Linked DNA regions of Mus musculus: all the other regions are linked to region 1. Evidence: chromatin contacts called from public Hi-C and promoter capture Hi-C data. All regions are on one chromosome and are shown on one strand. Each heading gives the region's core, a stretch centred on a gene start, on an enhancer-like site or on the middle of the called end of the contact. The rest is flanking DNA. Distances are from core to core; before and after follow the strand shown.

Region 1 (4,059 bases), core at 715-3,214:
CCATTACAGATGGTTGTGAGCCACCATGTGGTTGCTGGGAATTGAACTCAGGACCTCTGGAAGAACAATCAGTGCTTTTTTTTTTTTTTTTTTTTTTTTAAAGATTTATTTATTTATTATATGTAAGTACACTGTAGCTGTCTTCAGATACACCAGAAGAGGGCATCAGATCTCATTACGGGTGGTTGTGAGCCACCATGTGGTTGCTGGGATTTGAACTTCGGACCTTCGGAAGAGCAGTCGGGTGCTCTTACCCACTGAGCCATCTCACCAGCCCACAATCAGTGCTCTTAACTGCTGAGCCACCTCTCCAGACCCTTGTTCACACTCTTAATGAAGCTCACACTCTTTTCCTTTTCATAGTATACCCTTCAAAATCTTAATATACTGAAACACTCAAATGTCACCTTCAAGGTGCCACTTCAGGTCTTCAATTTAGGTTATGCCATCTTCACACATTGCTCGCAACTCTATAATAATATGCAGTTCATTCTGCCAAACATTTATCTACCATGGAGGGACCAACTGTTCTTTTTTCTGGTACTGAAGGGTTCTCTGGGATGCAAGTTTTTTTTTTTGCTGGTTATAGTGGTAAAACCTAGACTGTTCCAGGCAGACGACAGTGAAATGATAGTCACCCTAGCCTACAGACAAGTTTGTCTGACCTTTATAACCAGCGTCTGCTGGGGGAAAGGAGTCTACACCTCCTCTCCATTCATGCAACGATCTTCAGAGAGGAATGCTGGTGACAGTTTATACTTGAGCCTTTACAACATGTCAGGCCTAGTGCTTGGCTCCTCTCAACAGCTAAGTATGATATACCCCCTTCTGTAGACAAAGAGATGCTAAGCCAGTTAACCCAGGACTTCAAAGGATAGGGTTGAAGAGGAGCCAACTAGTATCTACTATGCTAAACTTCCTGATTAATTTTTATTTCATCCTCAAAAATTGTCTAAGACTCCAAAAACTGTGTGGATAAAGATATTGCTAGTGTTAGAAATTAAAACCATGAATAGGGAAAAAAAACCATTATGGTTAAATGGCAACTACCATTAACATTAATTACACATCTTCAGTGAAAAAAAATAACACTTTTCAAAACCAAAATGATGTTATCAAAAAGAGGGTCAGCCGGGCAAGTGGTGGTGCACGCCTTTAATTTCAGCATTTGGGATGCAGAGGCAGGCAGATTTCTGAGTTCGAGGCCAGCCTGGTCTACAGAGTGAGTTCCAGGACAGCCAGAGCTACACAGAGAAACCCTGTCTCAAAAAAAAAACAAACAAAAAAAAACCCAACCAACCAACCAAACAAAAAAACAAACAAAAAAAGAAAAGAAAAAAAGAAGGAAAAAAGTCATGTCGTTTAATATTCAGTTTAAACTTCCTCTCAGAGTAAATTCCCTCTGTACTACACATCCTCGGGAGAACTATACCGCACAGTGATGTTAGTAAGATTATAAAATTGTTTTTACCTTTAGGGACTTGTTTTCTCCTCCACCCCCAAAGTGTTGTTCGTGGAGAACCTCAGGAACTACTTCAGAGGCACGGCTGTACAGCATGAAACAAAAAATTGTGCACTCAGATTTTTCAAAGCCTTGATGGCAGGAATCAGAAGAGGTTTTTTCCCTTGGTAGGGATGTAGGTTTTGTTTATAGGCTATGTGTAGGAGAATACGGGGATACCAACCAAATACCAGCAAAAATACAGGACAACTGCCATCTACTCTCTGAACTCAGGCTCTTCCTGGGTAACTGACGCTGTGCTGACATTTGACTACAATTCCCAGCAGAGCTCACGGCAGGGGGCGTGTCGGCAGCCGCGGGGTGCCCAGGTGACTCGTACTGATGACGAAATGAAGGGGCGTTCCTGTTTTGGGGCAGACCTGGTCCGTGGTTGGGGGAGAAAGCAGAAGAGGCGGGGTCTATCATTGGGGTAGCCAATCAGTTGTGGTCAAGTGAAAGGGAGAAACTGGGCGTGGCCGGATTTATTAGCAGGCTGTGTGGGGCTTACTCACGCGGGGAGTCTCGGACTTGGGGGTGGGGTTGGGGGTGGAGGGTCGCCTGCTGGCACCCCACGATCGGGCTAGTGAGATGGCGGCGCGCTGGAGCAGCGAGAACGTGGTGGTGGAGTTTCGAGACTCTCAGGTGAGCTGTGCGTGAATGGAGCCATCTGGGAATGGAGCCATCTGAGCATGCGCTTTCCGTGGTTTACACCCTCACCCGCCCCCCCCCCCATCCCCGCACCCCTGCACCCCCGCCTTTTCATCCATCCCTTTGCTCAGGGTGGGAAGATGGACGCGGTGCTCATCTGGAGCTGTCAGTCAGGATAGCTAAGGAAGCTTTGATTACTGGTCAGGACAGTTAGGGCAAAGGCGTGTATGGCCTTTAGGGTTCCAAACAGGCTTATGGTCTTGGGACGCCAAGATAGTGATTGTAAATGCTAAAGGGATTCTGACCTTGTTCAAGGTAGTGAACTGGGGGAGGTGTCCACTCCCTGAGGTAGTCGACTGCACTTGGTGACTTCGGGAAAGTTGCAGAACTTCTCTGAGCCTCAGTTACTTGGACCAAGTCTCACCTTGGACCATTTTGGGGGTGAATTTGTGAAATACTGTTTTGCGGAGCATCTGTTTCAGCCTAAGTGGTTGCTAATGTGGGAAATACTCTGTCGTTGACAAGATACATGTATTGCTTAGATTGGACACCTGTGAGCCCATCCCTCACATCACTCTCCACGCCTCGGTTTTCTTTTCTTTTTTTCTTTTTTCTTTTTCTTCTTTCTTTTTGGTTTTTCGAGACAGGGTTTCTCAGTGTAGCCCTGGCTGGCCTGGAACTCATTCTGTAGATCAGGCTGGCCTCGAACTCAGAAATCTGCCTTTTTCTGCCGCTGCCTCCCAGATTAAAGGCAAGCGCCACTACTGCTCGGCTATGCCTAGTTTTCTTACCTGTAGAAGGGAGGTTATTATACTTACAGGACTGGCATGAGAATTTTATGAGGCCACATGTTTAAGAAGTGTGGCACATGGCAAGCTTTAAAAATTGTTAACATTGGAGGCCTGCAAGGTGGCTGGCAAAGGCACTGCTGCCAGGCTTGCCAGCCTGAGTTCCAGGACTCACATGTCAGGAAGAACCAGCTGCCATACAATGGTCTCCTTCCTCCATCTGAAAGACTCCGAGAGGAGCCCCTCACTCAGGCCTCGGGACAATAGTGGACACCCAAGAACTCAGGAGAGACCAAGCTTGATGCAAACCACACAAGGCTTTATTTGGGGAAAGCCAGAGCTCTGGAGACGACTCATATCCCACGCAGGGGTAGAGGAGTCGACCACGAGGGGAAAAGGGGCCCAGTTTTTATAGGCCTTCAGGGGGAAAGGAGAGGGAGGGAGAAGGGGATTTCCAGATCTAAACAATGTCTATTCTCAAGAAATGGGTATGGGAGGGGTACAAGGAAAGAGTCTGGTGCAGGTGTAGCAACTCTGGATTGGCCCGGCTGTGGTTGCTGGGGAGATTTTCTGACTCTTTCTCAGCAACCAATATCACAAACACCTGGCAATGGGCTTCATCAGTGGGCACACACATGGGTTCAAGGAATGGCCAAAACATTGGCAGACAAACGGCTTCAAGGAGTGGCCAGAGCATTGTGTACCTCTATTTTTCTAAATCAGTGAAGCTAATTCTGCTAACAATGAAATCTATTTTGCCAATTTCAGGGCTTCTGTGACCTTTTACATTCTGTCAGGATCTTTTACATCCACATCCCGTGGCACTCGTACACACAGTCAATAAGTGAACAATAAAAAATAAAAACAATATCTTTTAAAAAACATTAGCATTGAGTGCTTGAAATGTTTCAGGTATTGGCTCTTGCCAGCCTCCGACCACTTGAGTTCTGTCCCCAGGACCCACATGGCTGAAGGACCAAACCGGCTCCCACAAGTTATTCTTTGATCTCTACACATATTGTGTGGCATGTCTGCCCACACTCATATACACACAAAATTAATTAAAAAAACTAATTTAAAAATTAAAAAAGAGTTTTTACTGACTGGCTATTTTAATCATTT
Region 2 (4,059 bases), core at 443-2,942, 5.6 Mb before region 1:
GCGAGGTAATCACTCATTCAACACATGTATTCTGGCACCAGGCACCAGTCCCTCTAGGAAGGTCCCAGCAAGAAACAAAAGAAAAATCCTTGGCCTACTGACTTTACATTGTGGCTCACGGAGATGAGCAAAATACAGGGTTTACTGCAGTGGTAAGTATCACAGAGAAAGATGGAGACAGTGTTTCAGGATATGCGACTTTAGAGCTGGGTGCCATTTAAGGATCTGTAACAATACTGCATCCATTGTAGTTTTCCTAAGCATTTCCCAAACTAGGATTACTCTGTTACGGGAAAGGTCTGGCCTGGAAATTCAGTTTGATTGACTGCCTTAACCTCTGAACTGCCAGCCCTGAGCTGTCATATTGGTGATCTAAATTTCTTGTTCACAGACACCTGACCCCTAAGTCCACAAAGAGCCCAATGTTGTAAGGCCAGGCTAGGCTAAAAGCCAGAAGTTTCAAGGGCACTTGGATTGCTTCTGGAGTTCGAAGGTCTCCAAAAGCAAAGATTCAAGAACAGCATATGTGTCCGAGTTCTGCTGGGACAGAGCCCTAAGAAACGGCATACACATAATTTTCCATTTTCTGATCTGTCAATTCTAGTGACATTGCTATCATTCGTCTATATTTAACCAGCTTACTGGGCACTTTCTCTACCTTTTAGTGCCCCCCCCCACCCCCCATATTAAAAGAGCAAACCAGTTTGCCTGAAGGAAAGTTGCTAAAGAAAAGACAGGAGCCCATCTCACAAATTCTGATCCGATGCTATAAGCTTGGTCTCAACCTTTTCATTAACCTAGTAAACTGGGCTAAGGTTTGCGTCGCTTAAGTTTTACAGTGCCCTCTTGGTGGTTACAATCGCTGGGTCCTCGGTGGTAACTGTAGCCAAAGAACGACCCCGGGTCTTCTCAAATTCGCAACAGTTTTGCCTGTTTGTAACAAGGGAGTGGCAAAGTGACAGTTGGGCTTTGGGGGTGGGGGCTTCCCACCGACCTCTTACAGGGTTCTCCTTCTGCCTAAGCCGCGGGTGTTTGTTTTGGCTTCCCCGCGCAAAACCTGGCCGGCCCACTGTGCGGTGACTCGGAGGTAAAACTTCTGCGGGGCTCCGCGGGCCGGGCGGGGCCTGTCGGGGCGAAGGGGCGGCTCTTCCCGGAGCAGCCCCGCCCTGCTCGCGGGTGCGGGTCCAGGACGGCCTGTACACCGTGTTTGGGGCTTTTGCGGACCTCCAGGGACTCCGGGATCGGGGCGATCTCGGTGGAGAGGCCCATGGGCGCCCGAGGGGCGCGGCGGCAGAGCCACTGGAGCCGCAGGCGGCCAGGCCAGAGAGAGAGGGAGGGATGCGGAGGCGATGGGCGGCGGCGCCCGCTCACCTGATGTACGGGCTGGCCGCCGCCAGGATGTTCTTCTGCACCGGGATCTCCTCGCCGTCGAGGACCAGATGCGCGTCGCAGAAACGCGCCTCCTCCCGGAACGAGCTGAGCGCCCGCAGCAGGCGCGCGGCGTGCTGAGGGTCGGACACAGCGCTGCCCTCGGCCATCGCGCCTCCCGCTCCTCCGCCGCCACCTGCCCGACCCGCCCGCCCGAGTCCCGCGCACGTCCCCGCCGGCCACTCCTCGCGTCCGCTCGCCCGCCCGCCCGGACTGAGTGAAGCTCTGGAGTCAGAGCTGGAAGTTCAACAACGCGCCTGCGCCATCGGCAGCGCGTGCGGACGGCGCCTTTAAGGAGCTGTGCCGTTGCGTCATCTTTCCGCGACGCCCCCGCGCCCCGCCCTACCTCGCAGCAGCCAATCAGAAGGGCTGGGCTGCGAGCGCCGGGCGCGCCCACGGGCTGTGCTTGGTGCGGGCGGAAGGGTTTAGCGGTTCCGCGGTATCCAATTCCCAGTCTCGGCGAACCGAGTGCTCTCAGTGTGGAAGGGAGTGAGACGCAGAGTGAAGCCGAGGACTTATTATTCCTTTCGCGGGAGTTACGCCTCGCTACGTTCACGTCCATTAGTTCCGGGCAGAACGCGGAGTCCGCCAGAAGCCTTCGCTGAAGACGTCGCGAGTGAAGCGAGAGAAACAAGCAGTTTTGCAAGGCTGTGGCAAGGAAGGTGTTTTCCTCTTGCAATTGGGGACCGGGAGCAATGGAAGGGTTTTAAATACCGCGGTAGGGGTAAGGTGTTCCGAAGGTTTCTAAGATCGGGGTCTTTAAAGCAGATCGATGCCAAGATTAGATAGTGGGCTGGATAAAAGGACTCTGTGGTATATGCCCTCCCTTCCGCCCCCGCACAAGAGTACAATTGGGAAGGAGAGGGGGTCCAGTTAATTGCATGATTGCCATCCCTACCTTTTAGGAAAGATAAAGTCTGAAAGACTAGGGGGTATGAAGGCCAGATGTTCGGATGGTGGGGGCTAGACTTCCCACAGAGACAGATCAAGGCTGTGGTACTAAGCACCCCTGGGTGTGCTCACTCTGCAGGGCGAGCCTCGTCTGTGTCCCTGGAAGTTGCTGAAGGTGCTTGGGAGTGGAGGAAGTAGCTACCATTTTGTGCAAACATTAGGTGCTCGAGGCTACAGAGAATTAAGTCTTATGAGGACCAAGGATCAGAACATTGGGGCAGCATTCAAAGTAAGGCAGGATGTGGTTTTCAGTGCGTCAGCACAGCCTCCCGTAGTCCAAAGGCCCCAAGGAAAGTCTTGGTTTTCACCCTGGAAGCAGCAAGGCTTTGGCGTCACTGATAGGAATCAGAGTATAAACTATACTCAAGATAGGAGACTAGGGGAGTAAAGTCAAGGAAGTTACTAGTAGAAGATCGATACATTTCCAGTTTCCATTTCAAACACAGTATCTATACCTGCAGTGATAAAAGTATCTAGACTCTAAACCAGGAGGTGGTGACGCAAGCCTTTAATCCCAGCACCGGGGAGGCAGAGGCAGGCAGGTCTCTGTGAGTTCCTGGCCCACCGAGAGAGTTCCAGAACAGCCAGGGGCTACATAGAGAAACCCTGTCTTGAAAAACCAAAGAGACAACCCCCGCATCCAAAAAAAAAAAAAAAGTAAGCTGTGTCAAAACTAAGGTCTGGGAAAGCAGAGCTGAGTAGAGCTAACAAGGAACTGTGAGTTACTAATTAGTAAGGCCTGTAGTGGGCTGTGTTGTATACAGCCTCTGTATTTGTGCCTATTGAGAAAATATAATAATAAAATAATGCAGGCCTGTTTTCACATAGTGCTTCTGGGCTCAGTCAACACTCTTTTGTTTAAGTAGTTGATGTGTTTTGAACATTGCTCTGTAAGACGCTTTTTTTATCCATATGACTAGCTCGCTTCCGTGTTTATTGTGGCCTGGCACGATTTCCAGGTGCCAAGCCCTTCTTGGTATCAGAGTACCTGGTACAAAGTGCTCCTCACTTAGGGTTGGATGGCTGGTGGGTGGTGTTTTATTTTAAGTGTGAATATTAAATAAATGTTTCCTGGGTTGTATTTTTTTGTTCTTGTGCATTTTCTCTCTGTTGTGCTGTTGTTGAAAGTGGATGATGTGAGTGTGTGGGGGTGGGGGTGGGGTTGGTCTCTAGAGTGCTTGCTGTGCAACCATGAGGACCAGAGCTCTACATCCGGCACCCATGGAAAGCCAGGCTCTGCAGTATGCACTTGTGATCCTGCCAGGGGTCGGAGAAGGTGCTGGGAGATGGGCAAGAACATCCCTGGGACTTGGTGGCCAGCCAGTTTATCGAGAATCAGAATCCTAAGGACCCTGTTTCAAAAGCAATGTAGAAAGGTGGTTGAGGAAAGACCCCTGATGTCAGCCTCTGGTGTCTTCAGATGCTTGCACACTTACCCCTCTTCCCTAACTTCCCTCGACCCCCACGATGTATACGACTAGGAGAGCTTTACACGATGCAGGTATTTGATACAAACGTATTCGTTGATTGTAATGATGGTCTATTCTTCAAATGCCAGAGGTTCCGAAATAAACAGCTCTGATAACAGAGTGCTGGCCAGTTGTCTGAGGATGGGAAGGTTCTCTGTCTCCACAGAAGCACCTGGGAGTGAGTGTAGGTCAGGCAGACGCTTCCTGGTAG
Region 3 (4,059 bases), core at 926-3,425, 5.4 Mb before region 1:
GGTGTGCTGGCATCCCCCTTCAGACAAGTGTCTGGTCCCGGAACTGGAGATAGAGGCAGTGGTGAGCCCTTGATGTGGCTGCTGGGACCTCCACTGAGGTCCTCTGCAAGAGCAACAACGAGTTGCTCTCTAGCTCCTTATCTTTATCTCCTGAGACAGGGTCTCACACAACCCAGGCTGGCGTGAACTTCTGATCTTCCTGTCCCCATCTCCCAGGCACTGCTGTTACACGTGTGCGCTACCACATCCGGTTTCATGTGGTTTGGGAGATGACCCCAAGGCTTACTGCATGCGGAGGCAAGCATTCCACCAACTGAGCTACCTCTCTAGTCCCAGCTGAGTTCATTTAAAAAGGTGTGCACCACCACTGCCTGGCTCCCCAGGAAACTTACTGCAATCATCCAACAGTGGTTTGTTTGTTTTTTTTTTTTTTCCAATCTTCCATCGTTTATTATTTTTACAGAACCACCTGCAATTGGCTTTATAATTTTATCATAGCTACGTTAATTTTTTTTTCTGCTCAAGACAGGGACTATGTTGATCTTATTCACAACTATGTTTTTAAACTCTATAGCCGTTTTATAACTGTTCTGGCAGGAGCAAAGTCATTCTAAAAAGAGGCACTTGTGAGTGTCCCCACAGAGACATGGAGTTCAACCCAGGGATCTGATGGGGAAGGAAAGGCTGACACCTGGTGCCAGTCAGAGGGAGCTTTTCTGTCTCCTTGTCAGACCCTCTTGCAGAAGGGACTGCAACACCAGGGCAACGATGTCTCAGAGATGGGAGGACCACACCGTGACTAGGGCTGCTTAGTTGTGTATACCCTCTGCTTTCTGTTGAATCTTCTGTTTCAGGACTCAACACTTGGTGTGTGGGTCACTAGACCTCTTTGCTCTTCCCAGTGTGGCCACACTGAATACATGTCTCTTTTCTGCCTCTCATTTAAGACTTGTCTTTTTTAGCCAGGCGGTGGTGGCGCACATCTCTAATCCCAGTACTTGGGAGGCAGAAGCAGGCGGATTTCTGAGTTCAAGGCCAGCCTGGTCTACAAAGTGAGTACCAGGACAGACAGGGCTATAAAGAGAAACCCTGTCTCGAAAAAACAAAACAAACAAACAAACAAACAAACAAAAGACTTGTCCTTTTAAGTGGCCTATGGAGCCTAGCTTGTTAGGGCTGCCAGGGCTGGGGGGTTCTGATCCTAGCAATTTCAGTCACCATGAGCCAAATCACACAGCGAGTCTGGTCACCCAAGAACAATCTCATATGCACTTGACTAATGACTGATGGAAGAGTGACTGGATACCCACCCTAAGCGGTATGCACAAGGGAAGGATATAGTTCCACTGTCTGTCAACTATTAAACCAACACCTTGTTCGTGACAACATCTGAGAGCGTTTTCCTGATCCTCAGTGAGGTAAATTAGAGGAGAGTGTATGCAAAGCAGGCATTTCTCCTATCCCAGTACTGACCAGGCCAGATGCGGCTATAAACTTCGGAGATCAGGGCCTTCGGGGTGGGGTGCCCAATCCTTAGCACTTCCGAAGATTCTTAATTCTGAGTGATCTATCTGCACCATGCCCTTCCTAAAAGAAATGACAGAAAGGGCGTAACACATCAACAAAGTTAGCAAGTCTTTGAGTGAACTTTCTGCCCTGTTACTATTTCAATTTCTATTTTCTAGCGCTTTATTCATGGTAGCAGCTAAGACAAGGCTGTTGAATGTACACGTGACAATAACGATCCGGTAGACCCGCATGGAGCACAAGGAGTATAGCAACAGGAGGCATGGACAAAAACTGAGGCGAGGCTAGGAATTAGAGAGCTGACACCTAGGCTCGACGGAACCTAAGGATCAAAGTAAAGCAGCTCTTGAGCGGGCAGCCCGGAGCCTCCATGGCATAAACGCCAAGGGACATAAAACCCCGCCCCACTCCGGGCGGATATGACGCCATGGACGCTCATCCCGGCCCTCTTGGCCCGGACCCGGCCTCCACTAGTGTCACTCCTAGGCTAAGATCCCGTGGCGGAACTGCGCCGTGGCAAGGCCCCCGTAGATGTCTGAGGCCTGGCTCCTGTAGTCCTCCCGCCGCCTCCGAGTCCAATTCGGTGTCGCTGAGGCTGCCTTACCAGTCCACATCGCCCGCCGTCTCTGCAGCGGTTCCCGCCGAGGTGCTTTTGAAGCCGCCAATGGCCGCTCGGGCCCCGCCCACCTGGCAAGCCCTCCGCACTGCTTCGGCTGCACGGGGGGACGCGGCTGTGGGCGCCTGATGGAAAACGCTTTAGATCCCCAGAGTCGCTGTACTCAGAGACAGGATCATGTAAATATAATTGTTCTCCGTCTCGAATTCCACCTGGCAGTCATCTCTGTGTGCTGTCCCCGCCGAGCCCCGGTGGGATGGCCCTAGATCCCCCTCAGCATGGGACAGTGGACCGGTCCAGGCGGAGCGATGCATGCAGGATGACGCATGCGCGGAGCGTCGGTGCTTGCAAGTCCTAAGGGAGCTGCGGGCTCCGTGTCGGTGACTTCTCTTTCTGTGCTTCTTGTAGGGGCTGAGTGACGGTGAGTGTCGGGTGTCCTTCAGCCTCCGGGCATCTGGCTGCCTGTGGCGGAAGGACGCGGCTCTTTAGCTTCCCACGCCGCGCTAGGTTCACCCATGTCCCTGCCCTTGGACCTTTACTAGGAACACTCTTCTTGGTGAGCCGCGGGCATGAGCTGTCACACTGCTGAGATCTGCCCGCCGCTCGCTGGCATTGCGACCTTGGGCGCGCGCCTGGTCGAGTGCGCGTACCCTGCTGCAAAACTTTGGAGATGCGTGACACTGAGGGCGCATTGAGCTAACTGTTCTGGCTGATAACTAATCTAGGGAGCTGCCGTCAAAAGTTTCTTTACTGAAAAGTCACTGGACTGGCTGGTGATGTGGGTATCTGTAAAGATCCCCCACGGTACACTTGACAAGGAAAGTAATGTTTAGGGTCCGTTAGATAGGCTTCGAGGACGACTGTGAGTGTTTTCACAATAGATGTATTAGAAGCCTCTGTTAAAACTTCTCGAAATCAAACAAAACCCCAGGCAAGGAGGGTAGGATGGTTTGCTTCAATCTCAGCTCTGGGGAGGTGGTGGAGGCAAGAATCAGGAATTCAAGGTCACCCTCAGCAACATAAGGAATTTGAGGCTACACTAGACCCTGTGTTAGTAACAAAACCCACTTTAAATGTATGCAACTTTGCCTTGGCAAAGGGATTCTCTTGACATCTTTTCTGTCTTGTACATCCAGGCCTTGGTATTTGGTTGATCGAAGTGAAAATACGCCTCTCCATTTTCAGTGTTAAATGTCAACATTCAGCAGACATTTATTTCTTTTTTCCTCTAAAATTTCCCTGGTCTTAGCAGACTACTTACCTGCCTACCTGGCACTAGTAGGAGATTGTTCCAGAATGATGCAGAGGAGGCCTATTCTTTTTTTTTTTTTTTTTTTTTTTGGTTTTTCGAGACAGGGTTTTTCTGTGTAGCCCTGGCTGTCCTGGAACTCGCTTTGTAGACCAGGCTGGCCTTGAACTCAGAAATCCGCCTGCCTCTGCCTCCCAAGTGCTGGGATCAAAGGCGTGCGCCACCACGCCCGGCAGAGGCCTATTCTTTTGAGAAGCAGTTTTAAGGTGATAGTTGAGAAATGATCATGTGTGTGTGTGTGTGTGTGTGTGTGTGTGCGTGTGTGTGCGTGCACGCCTGCCTGTCAGAAGATGCTCACTGGAGTTAGTTTTCTCCTTCCACCATGTGTGTTTTGAAGATTGAATTCAAGTCCTCATGCACTTGCTGGCCTTAATTAGTGTGTATTTTTGTATGTGTCTGTTTTGGGATTGGGCCTGACCTCAGTCCAGCCAACCCTCATGCTCTATGTCTATATCTGCCTTACGGATTTGAGACCTGCTTTCTCCTTAACTGTGTTAGCTTGCTGTTTTGGCTAGGTTGGCTAGCCATGAGAACCTTCTTGGGGTCTGCCTGACCCGATCTCCGCAATAAGGGGTGCAGACACCTAAGGCACAGCAAGAGCTTTACC

Evidence for each region. Promoter capture Hi-C pulls out the DNA fragments that hold promoters and counts their contacts. Hi-C and Micro-C count contacts between places; a contact is called where the count stands out from the background.
Region 2: a promoter capture Hi-C map of pre-B cells shows a contact between it and region 1, with 6 times the contacts expected there. The contact joins the promoter of Gan here to the promoter of Wdr59 in region 1. A contact is called at or near these places in 1 of 39 promoter capture datasets (pre-B cells) and 1 of 484 Hi-C or Micro-C datasets (neutrophils).
Region 3: a Hi-C map of muscle stem cells shows a contact between it and region 1, with 13 times the contacts expected there. The contact joins the promoter of Cenpn here to the promoter of Wdr59 in region 1. A contact is called at or near these places in 1 of 39 promoter capture datasets (maxillary cranial neural crest) and 1 of 484 Hi-C or Micro-C datasets (muscle stem cells).

The regions. Positions count from the first base shown.
Region 1 is chr8:111,520,012-111,524,070 of GRCm38.p6, reverse strand. Wdr59 (WD repeat domain 59) reads left to right here and starts at 1,964. Exons shown (of 26, transcript NM_001170742.1): 1 at 1,964-2,143. The coding sequence starts at 2,090.
Region 2 is chr8:117,155,614-117,159,672 of GRCm38.p6, reverse strand. It overlaps Gan (giant axonal neuropathy), which reads right to left and starts at 1,692. Exons shown (of 11, transcript NM_001081151.2): 1 at 1,372-1,692. The coding sequence starts at 1,538.
Region 3 is chr8:116,919,856-116,923,914 of GRCm38.p6, reverse strand. It overlaps Cenpn (centromere protein N), which reads right to left and starts at 2,175. Exons shown (of 12, transcript NM_028131.3): 1 at 2,132-2,175; 2 at 1,474-1,587. Cmc2 (COX assembly mitochondrial protein 2) reads left to right here and starts at 2,479. Exons shown (of 4, transcript NM_026844.3): 1 at 2,479-2,564.